3 separate regions of the Zea mays genome follow, and all the other regions are linked to region 3. The links are chromatin contacts, called in public Hi-C maps. All regions are on one chromosome and are shown on one strand. Each heading gives the region's core, a stretch centred on a gene start, on an enhancer-like site or on the middle of the called end of the contact. The rest is flanking DNA. Distances are from core to core; before and after follow the strand shown.

The links. A called contact is a pair of places that touch in the nucleus more often than the background predicts.
Region 1: a contact with region 3 is called in a Hi-C map of tassel, with 1.9 times the contacts expected there. The contact joins the enhancer-like site here to the promoter of LOC103635470 in region 3. A contact is called at or near these places in 3 of 25 Hi-C or Micro-C datasets (ear, leaf and tassel).
Region 2: a Hi-C map of ear shows a contact between it and region 3, with 1.7 times the contacts expected there. The contact joins the promoter of LOC103635472 here to the promoter of LOC103635470 in region 3. A contact is called at or near these places in 3 of 25 Hi-C or Micro-C datasets (ear, leaf and tassel).

What each region holds. Positions count from the first base shown.
Region 1 is chr8:83,669,125-83,671,824 of Zm-B73-REFERENCE-NAM-5.0, reverse strand. No RefSeq gene overlaps it. Among protein-coding and RNA genes, the nearest start is that of LOC103635472, 48 kb to the left of the region's middle. Within about 2 kb of position 1,269, at least 16 of the 20 cell types and tissues checked have an H3K27ac peak or open chromatin away from gene starts, as enhancers often do. A contact at or near this core is called in ear, leaf and tassel, where this site is marked.
Region 2 is chr8:83,717,437-83,720,136 of Zm-B73-REFERENCE-NAM-5.0, reverse strand. It overlaps LOC103635472 (protein ALP1-like), which reads right to left and starts at 1,272. Exons shown (of 2, transcript XM_008657915.3): 1 at 1,004-1,272; 2 at 1-928. The coding sequence starts at 1,173.
Region 3 is chr8:83,508,727-83,511,426 of Zm-B73-REFERENCE-NAM-5.0, reverse strand. LOC103635470 reads right to left here and starts at 1,337. Exons shown (of 1, transcript XM_008657914.4): 1 at 1-1,337. The coding sequence starts at 766. The coding sequence ends at 80.

The DNA of each region.
Region 1 (2,700 bases), core at 20-2,519, 160 kb before region 3:
ACTATATTTCCTGATTAATTGGCCAAGGGAGTCTTATTCCACCCTTGTGGTAGCACTGTTGTCTCAGGTTAAGCTCCATGTTCCAATTAACAAAATAGTCTTATCATGTATTATAAACAATCCATAAACAGTTAACAATAGTAATAAGGCATGATCATGATTCATATATAATATAACACCCAAAACAGATAGAGAAATATCAAGACTACCCAATAATTCATTTGTATGCAAGGTGTAGGGTAAACAAAACTAGGTAACCTATTAGGTTCCATCAGTTTAACCTAAGCATGCCATGGTGACTATCGGAAACATAAACATTATTAGGTTAGAAAATGTGATCAAGTAGACAACTTGCCTTATACTTGCAACTCCAGCTGTTTCCCAGAGTTGGACTTCAGATTCCTCATGACCTCGCTTTTACTTGTAGCAATACATGCAAATAAGCAAATAATGGATACAAATAACATTACACCAAACATGGAAATAAAAGGCATAAGAATATTCAACGTGTCGCTATGAGATCGCAGGTTCGAGAACCACTAAAATCGCAGTTATGGTTAAAAAGATATAGAGTTTGGAAGATCTACTTGATTAACTATGAAAAACAAGGTTCTAGGTTGCTTTTAGGTAATATAAATCATGCGAGAAAGATAACCCAAATAAATAACTGATTCAACTTCAATCTAAGTTATAACTTGATTATAGATTATATCTTAGTCAGTTTATAATTAGGGATAGATTAACTTTGATTAGTAAGATTAATCTAATAAACATAGATTAAATAAATATCTAATTACAAAATTATGTGATATGTTACAAAGGCAATTTTATTACGAAGCTAACGCAACTGGAACGAGTTAAATCAGAGTTAAAACAAGAAAGTTACGGATTGTCTAAGTTTAGCAAATTTATTTTATCACTAGAAACTACTTTCAAGGGATTTTCTTGGTTTTATAATTTACTTTATTTGTTTTATCTTAACCAGGGACGATAGATTCTATTCCTTAAGTCTTTGAGGTTTATTTTACAAAGATTCAGATCCCTTTGTAATGAAACTTGAACTACCGGATACTACGAGTGTTTTCCTAGAAATCCGAGGTCTCTTAAGCAAATCTCGCTCAGCGAAGGGGGTATGTGTCGATGTGAGCCCTCCAATCAAAAGCCAACCGCTCAGATTCAATTCAAATAAGCAAAATCTAATCCTAGCCACGTGAATTGGATCCGACGGCTTGGATCACTCCAACCGAACTGTCACGATGATCTAATCCCAACCGTTCACTGGCCGATCCACGGCCAGAAACCCTTCTTCCTCACAGAGGCCAGACGAGGTGGCATATGGTTCCCCGCGGCAGTGAGCACAGTGGCCTGAATGCCACCCGAGCCCGAGAACGAGATGTCCTATAGTAGACTGATGCTACACGCCGTGGGAACGAAGGCGAACGACATGTGGTGGTGAACTCAGTGACTATTCGTGTCGTGATGATCTCCATCCATGGTGCATGGCACGTTTGGCGGAATCCCTATACTCCGGTGAGAAATTCTGGCTTAATTCCCAAGTTTCTCTTCTTCATCGGGAGGACCACATACACGAGGGACGAGTCATGATGAAGTCCCTTGATGCCCTCCAAAGCCCCAACAATGGTCTGGTGCCCTTTTGGCCCCGCTGGTTCCCTGCGGCTATGGCGGATCTCCGCCTCTCTCCTTCTATGTTTGTGTTATGGTCAAGGAGCTTTGGTTTATGATCTAGGAGTGCTTGGGTTTATTATTTATGCATAGAGAGGGGGGTTTAGGGTGGATCACAGCGGGTATCACGGAGGTAGTAGCAACAAATTTCTGCTTCGGTTTGAACTCTCGTCGTAGGTGAGGGATCTAGTTTGACAATTCTATTTTTATTTTACTTTAGGGAAATATACTTTATAAAGAAAGGAAATCTATTGGGATCTAGGGCTAGTTTGACAATTCTATTTTTCCATACGATTTTTAATTTCCCAAGCCAAAATTAACTAATTTCTTTTAAGAAAATAAAAAATCCTTAGAAAAATAAGGTTCCTACACTAGTCCTTAGCGGCTTAGCGTACATTAGTGGGGGTTCCTAAACTAGTCCTTAGCGGCTTAGCGTACATTAGTGGAACGGAGAAGTTGAGGATGGTGGGCTGGTGGCCGACCAGTCGGTGCCTTAACCAGGCAGGTGGGTGACGCACGTGCGACTGGGCTGGCACGGGTGAGGGAAAACAAGCTACCAGTGGTGGTTTCGGCCTAGGTAATGTTTTTTCTTCCTTTTTCTTTTATATTTCATTTCTATTTCTGATTTCTTTTCTATTTTTAATTTCTGAATTCAAATTTCATTAAAAATATGAGTTTAAATTTCAAACCAAATTAGATGCACATTCAAAAGTCCAACATGATGCATAGTTCAATTTTATTTATTTTATTTATCTTATTTTATCCATTAATCAAGTGCATTTCAATATGAAACTCATATTCACAAAATATACTATTCTAGAAAACATCTTCTAATATGTCCTATTAATATCTTAGTGGATATTTATAAATATTAAATCACCCTAAATAAATTAATTTGTATAAGGATCTTTTATTTGGTCTTTACTAAGAGAAGGTTCCTAAGCATAAAAATCTAATTAAGAATAGTTGACCAATTAAACATTTGAGGATCTTTCTATTTTATCCTATGTTTTCTTA
Region 2 (2,700 bases), core at 23-2,522, 210 kb before region 3:
CCTTCCTTCAGCAATTAGTTGTGGTGCTTGGCTGGTTGAAGTGTTATCTCCAAAATCAGTATTAGCTGCAAACGGCCCTTCGTCTTCAACAATCATGTTGTGCATTATGATGCAAGCTGTTATAATTTCAGTTAAACGATTTCGATCCCAACCATATGCTGGACCTCGTAGCACCGCCCACCTAGCTTGAAGAACTCCAAATGCACGCTCAATATCTTTTCGACAACTTTCCTGCATTTGTGTGAAATACACTTTCTTTTCCTCATATGGGTGCCTTATAGCTTTTACGAAAGTTGGCCAGTTCGGGTAAATACCATCAGCAAGGTAATATCCGAAGTTATATGCATTACCATTTATTGTGTAATGCACAGGTGGCATTCGGCCAGATGTCATGGGGTCGAAAACTGGTGATCGGTGGAGCACGTTGACGTCGTTGTTTGTCCCGGGCATGCCAAAGAAAGCATGCCAAATCCAAAGGTCATACGTTGCCACAGCTTCTAGGATCATAGATGCTCGACCATTTCTGCCACAAAACTGACCACGCCATGCGGTAGGACAGTTCCGCCACTCCCAATGCATGCAATCTATAGAACCCAACATCCCTGGGAAACCTCTTGATTCGCTATGGTGCATGATGCGTGTTATGTCAGCTTCGTTAGGAGTTCGTAAATACCAGCCACTGAAGTATGCAATGATACCTCGACATAAATGATGAAGGCATTCCCTAGCTGTCGACTCCCCTATTTGAATGTACTCGTCTACAGCATCTGAAGGTAACCCATATGCTAGTACCCGCATTGCCGCACATACTTTTTGTAGTGGACCTAGACCAGGCATACTAGTTGCGTCTACCCGTTGTGTAAAGTACGAATCATGTTGTTGAAGACCTTGCAAGATTCTCAGGAAGAGAGGCCTACTCATGCGGAACCTAAGTTTATAATAAAGAATATTTGTAATGAAATTGCAAATATTAAACCGTATTCGAATAATAAGTAGTGGGTACCTTCTACGAAAGACGTGGGGTGGATACACAGGGTTCTCGGCGAAGTAGTGATGATGGATAAGATTTTCTCCACGAAAATGATCTCTATGAATAACCCGCCGAGGCAAACGGGACCGTCGTTGGAGGTGGCGTCTGGCCTCTATGTTGAGGACAAGAAGATTGACAAGCATAAGTGTTTCGTCCTCACTATCACTCGAGTAAGAGTCTTCATCGCTATGGCTGTGAGATATACTGTGAAATGTTTGAATTGTTGATGTAGTGAAGTTTGTTGTTGCATTTGTGAAGAGATGGATTGCATATATATAGGGGAGAGGAATGCGGCTTCAGGTGCAAGCTAGTGGATTCCCACGAAAGACAAACATGTCTTTCGTTGCAAGACAAGTGCGGCTTGCCGCATACGACTAGTGCAATTTGGTTTGCAGGAAATTTGATTTGTTTTCCCAGGACGGATAAAACGTCATCACGAAAATATGCAAATTCGAATGTATTGTAAAATAATAGTTGTTATATATTTTTTGTGGAAGTAATTGTAAAGTAATTATTTTTTATAAATTTGATTTTTGAATACATGCGTAACATGTCGAACGTGTGCAAAATAATGAAAGAAAATCAAAATTGAAGTTGGTTAAAGTTAGTTATATGGAAATGGTTTTTTAATGAGTAGAGGGATATATAGGGGAAAGTATAGAGGGAACGGTTGCGGGACGAGTGAATATAGAAGATGGAATCTTGCTGACGTGGCTGCATAGTAACATTTAGGGGGAACGGTTGCGGACAGTCTCAGCTGCCAGCTAGCAGCAAAACGCTAGCTAGAGCCCGCACTAGCCATCAACACACTCGTCTTCATGTCGACCTAGCTGCTGCCTGCTGCACCGACACGACACTACGCCATCGCGGCTCACCAACCACACATGCATGCATGCATGCGCGTGCACCGACGGAAGGCATAATTAGGTAGCCGCGCAGCCGTACATCATCATGTCCAAGACAGCATTAGGTAATGAGAGTATATATAACATAAAAAATTCCTCATTATAACTAGTTTTATATAATTTTATGAGAGAGTGTAGATGTAGTCCTAAAATGAATATAAGGTTTAACATGCTTATAATGCTATATATTAGTAATATATATGCAGGTTCTTGGTCAGACAGATTAAACCCACCGGATATGTATTAGTAATATATAAATCAAAGGCTTTCTAAACCCACCGGATTTGTATGTCGCCTGTCGGACTGTCAAGCCCAGATCCCACTGAAATCAAGGCAGTCACTGACAAAAAAAATGCTTTCACACACACACGCACACAAAAAAAATGCTTTGCCAAACCAGGTAGCAATGTCACTGACATTTTTTAAAATTACATTCAAACCCTATAACTAATTATTTACCTATATAAGCTTCCGATTTAGATAAGGTTCTACATTTCAACTGAAATATCATGACATACTAATATTAGTACTTTATATGTAAATACCCTAAACGAACTATATATGTATAATTCTTCGTTGATAGAGAAAATTTAACATCTTGAATGTTGTAGTGCAAGACACAAACGAAAGTAATAACTAATGTAAACACGTACGTACCTGAAATCCTTTTAAAAACATTATAAAAGAAAAACTGGATATCATTAATATAGAATAAGCAACAGAGTTTAAAAAACTTAACATGCATGTGGGTAACGAAATTGCGAC
Region 3 (2,700 bases), core at 88-2,587:
TACAGTACACATGATGCCGCAATATGCAAACCACACCCTGGGCTTTAGCCATATTAATATGAAACAAAGCCTCTCTATTCTATACTGCGGCGCTGGTGGCAGCTCGCCTGCTGGTCTTGCCGCCGACGACCGTGGCAAGCGCGTTCCTGACGGCCACCGCGACGCCACACCCCCTGACCACCCGCCTCTCGCAGCACTCACGCTCGGTCCAGAAGCACCGCGGCGTGGCCTCCGCGACGTCGTCGGCGCCGCCGGCCGAGAACGCAGGCCTGTGGTGGCGGCAGGAAGCCCCCACGTGCACGGCGGGCGACGACTGTACGGTGAACACGGGCGACATGGTGGACGACGTGTTGGAACTCGAGGAAGACCAGGAGGAGGAGGAGGAGGAGCACGGCGGCGTCGCCTGGCTGCCGCCGGGCCTCCGGAGGAGGGTGATGCGGGGGAGCACGACGCCAAGGAGGCCGCCATGCCGACGGTTCCTGGAGCGGCCGCCGGCGCTTCCCCTGCCTGCGGCATAGTAGGACGGCGGCGGGGTGAGCGGCGGAAGCACGGCCGCGGAGGGCGAGTCGTTCTTGGGCGTGCCCGGCTGCGACTCCCACAGGAACGGCACCGCGCCGGCCGACGCCATGGAGTAGTACACCCGGAACGACGGCACGGCGAGCTGCGCCGCCGCCTCCTTGGAGAGCATCTTGGCGTGGAGCTTGCTCCCCTGCTTCGCCAACAATCCAGGCTCCGCCTTGCAGCCGGCGCTTGACATGGCGAACATGCACTGCGCACTCACTGGCACTCTGCTCTGCTAGCCCAGAGACAGAGGGAGAGGGAGGGAGGAGGAGAGGAGAGGAGGGACTGCAAGAAAAGGAGGGAAGCACTGCAGTGAAGAGGTAGGTGCCGCTTCAGAGTTGAGAATGAGGAGGCCGTTTGGTGGAGCTCGCCACTCGGAGCCGGATGATTCTGTTGATCAGTTGATCTGTACAAAAGGCTGAGAAGGTGAATTTTATATACCCAGGATCAGCGGTTTGCAGTGAGTGCAGAGACAGGGAGAAGAAGCCGTATGTAGCACCAGCAGTGGCTGTCCACTTGCTGCTCGTCTCTGAATGATCTCTGTCACCTCCACCGCCGGCCTTTATCTGCTCTCTCTCTCCTCCCTCTCCATAGCTGACTTTTGGCGTAGACCAACGAGCATGTGACACGGTAGCATTAGTGGACATAATCAAAAGAGGTTGTCTTGTGGGTGACGAGAGCGAGAGACACAAACCGCGCCTTGCTGGTGTCAGCATATAGAACAAATGCAACTGAGATATTGTCTCTCTGTTTTGTCAACTTGATCACCCAAAGTAAACAGAACATTGAATGTGTTCCCTGTCGTACTTTGTATGTAATGGTTCGTTCACGCAGTTGACGAGTGCAATACAACCACGGCTTTGGAAATCGATAGTTCATATTCTATTTCCCCGCAATAAATCAGACAAGAGCGCTACCAATTATATTTTAAAAATAAATCTAAATCAAGTAAAACAACAGACGTAAAGTAAAGCTAGCAAAGCTAGCAATACAACTTCAACAGGGTTCTTTGGCATTATAATAACACCAACATCGTCGTTCGCTAGTCTGATACTCTGAACGCCATCCCGGCAAAATAGGACTACGAAGTCGTGTTTCCCTTCGCTTTGGCATAACGATGGTGTTGCTCTCAGTCGGACGGTGTTTGATATGATTAAGGTATTCGCTTTTCCATTAGCCCCTGTTGTTGATCTGTGTTCGTTTGCTCCCACTTCGGTACCCGACCGGGCCTCTTCCCCCACTAGATCCCAAGCGCCGCCACCACCAGTTCACCGGCGACGAGACCCTTTTCCTAGCTAACCCCTTGTCTTCAACTTCTACTCCCCAGCGACTGCCATCGTTCTCGACAGCGTCGTCGTCCCCAGTCTATTGACAGACCTCCTCGGTAGCGTCATCGTCGTTGTCCCACCTGTACCGGACCTCCATGTCCGACTCACCTCTAAGGGCGACACCCCCTCTTCTGCTCGAGGGTTCGGCTCTAGCGAAGGTGCTCCATGATACCTTGAACGATCCTTTGTCCGTGTGTCCGACATCGTCCCCAGATTCAAATCTAGTCATCTCCATCGAGGTAATAAAGTGTTGTCTTAGTGTAATGGTAGTGTAAATCCTTCTGTTTTTATGTAATGGCAATTTTTTTTTTGTTTTTTAGGAGTTTCAAATAGATTGGGATACGATAAAATTGAGCCTAGATGGGATGAAAAAGGTCGACAAGAAGTTCCTTTAGAAGAAGGGATGTATGCTAGATTAAAATTTAGGGAGGAGGATGAAAGGGAAGCTAGAGAAGGGCAAGAAGCAAGTATGGGAAGGTCCTCTAGTGTTTATGGTAATGCATGTGTTGATGGTGTAGCTGCATTGCCCTATGAAGACCGCCTACCAGATGAGAGGGTTTTACTATGTGACAGAACAAATCCTATAATGAAGATGGGAAGCTTGTATAAGGATATGAAGAAATTTAGACTTGTTATGAGGCTATATGCAATAAACAATGAATTCGAGTTAGGCATTGAATCAAGTGCGCCCCTTTGGTATAGAGGATACTGTAAAAGGTGGTGACTATCCACAGAGAATTCATGCTAGAATAGAAACACATGAATCAACTACTATCATTGTAAGCTTATGACCATTATCCGTTGAGTTGTA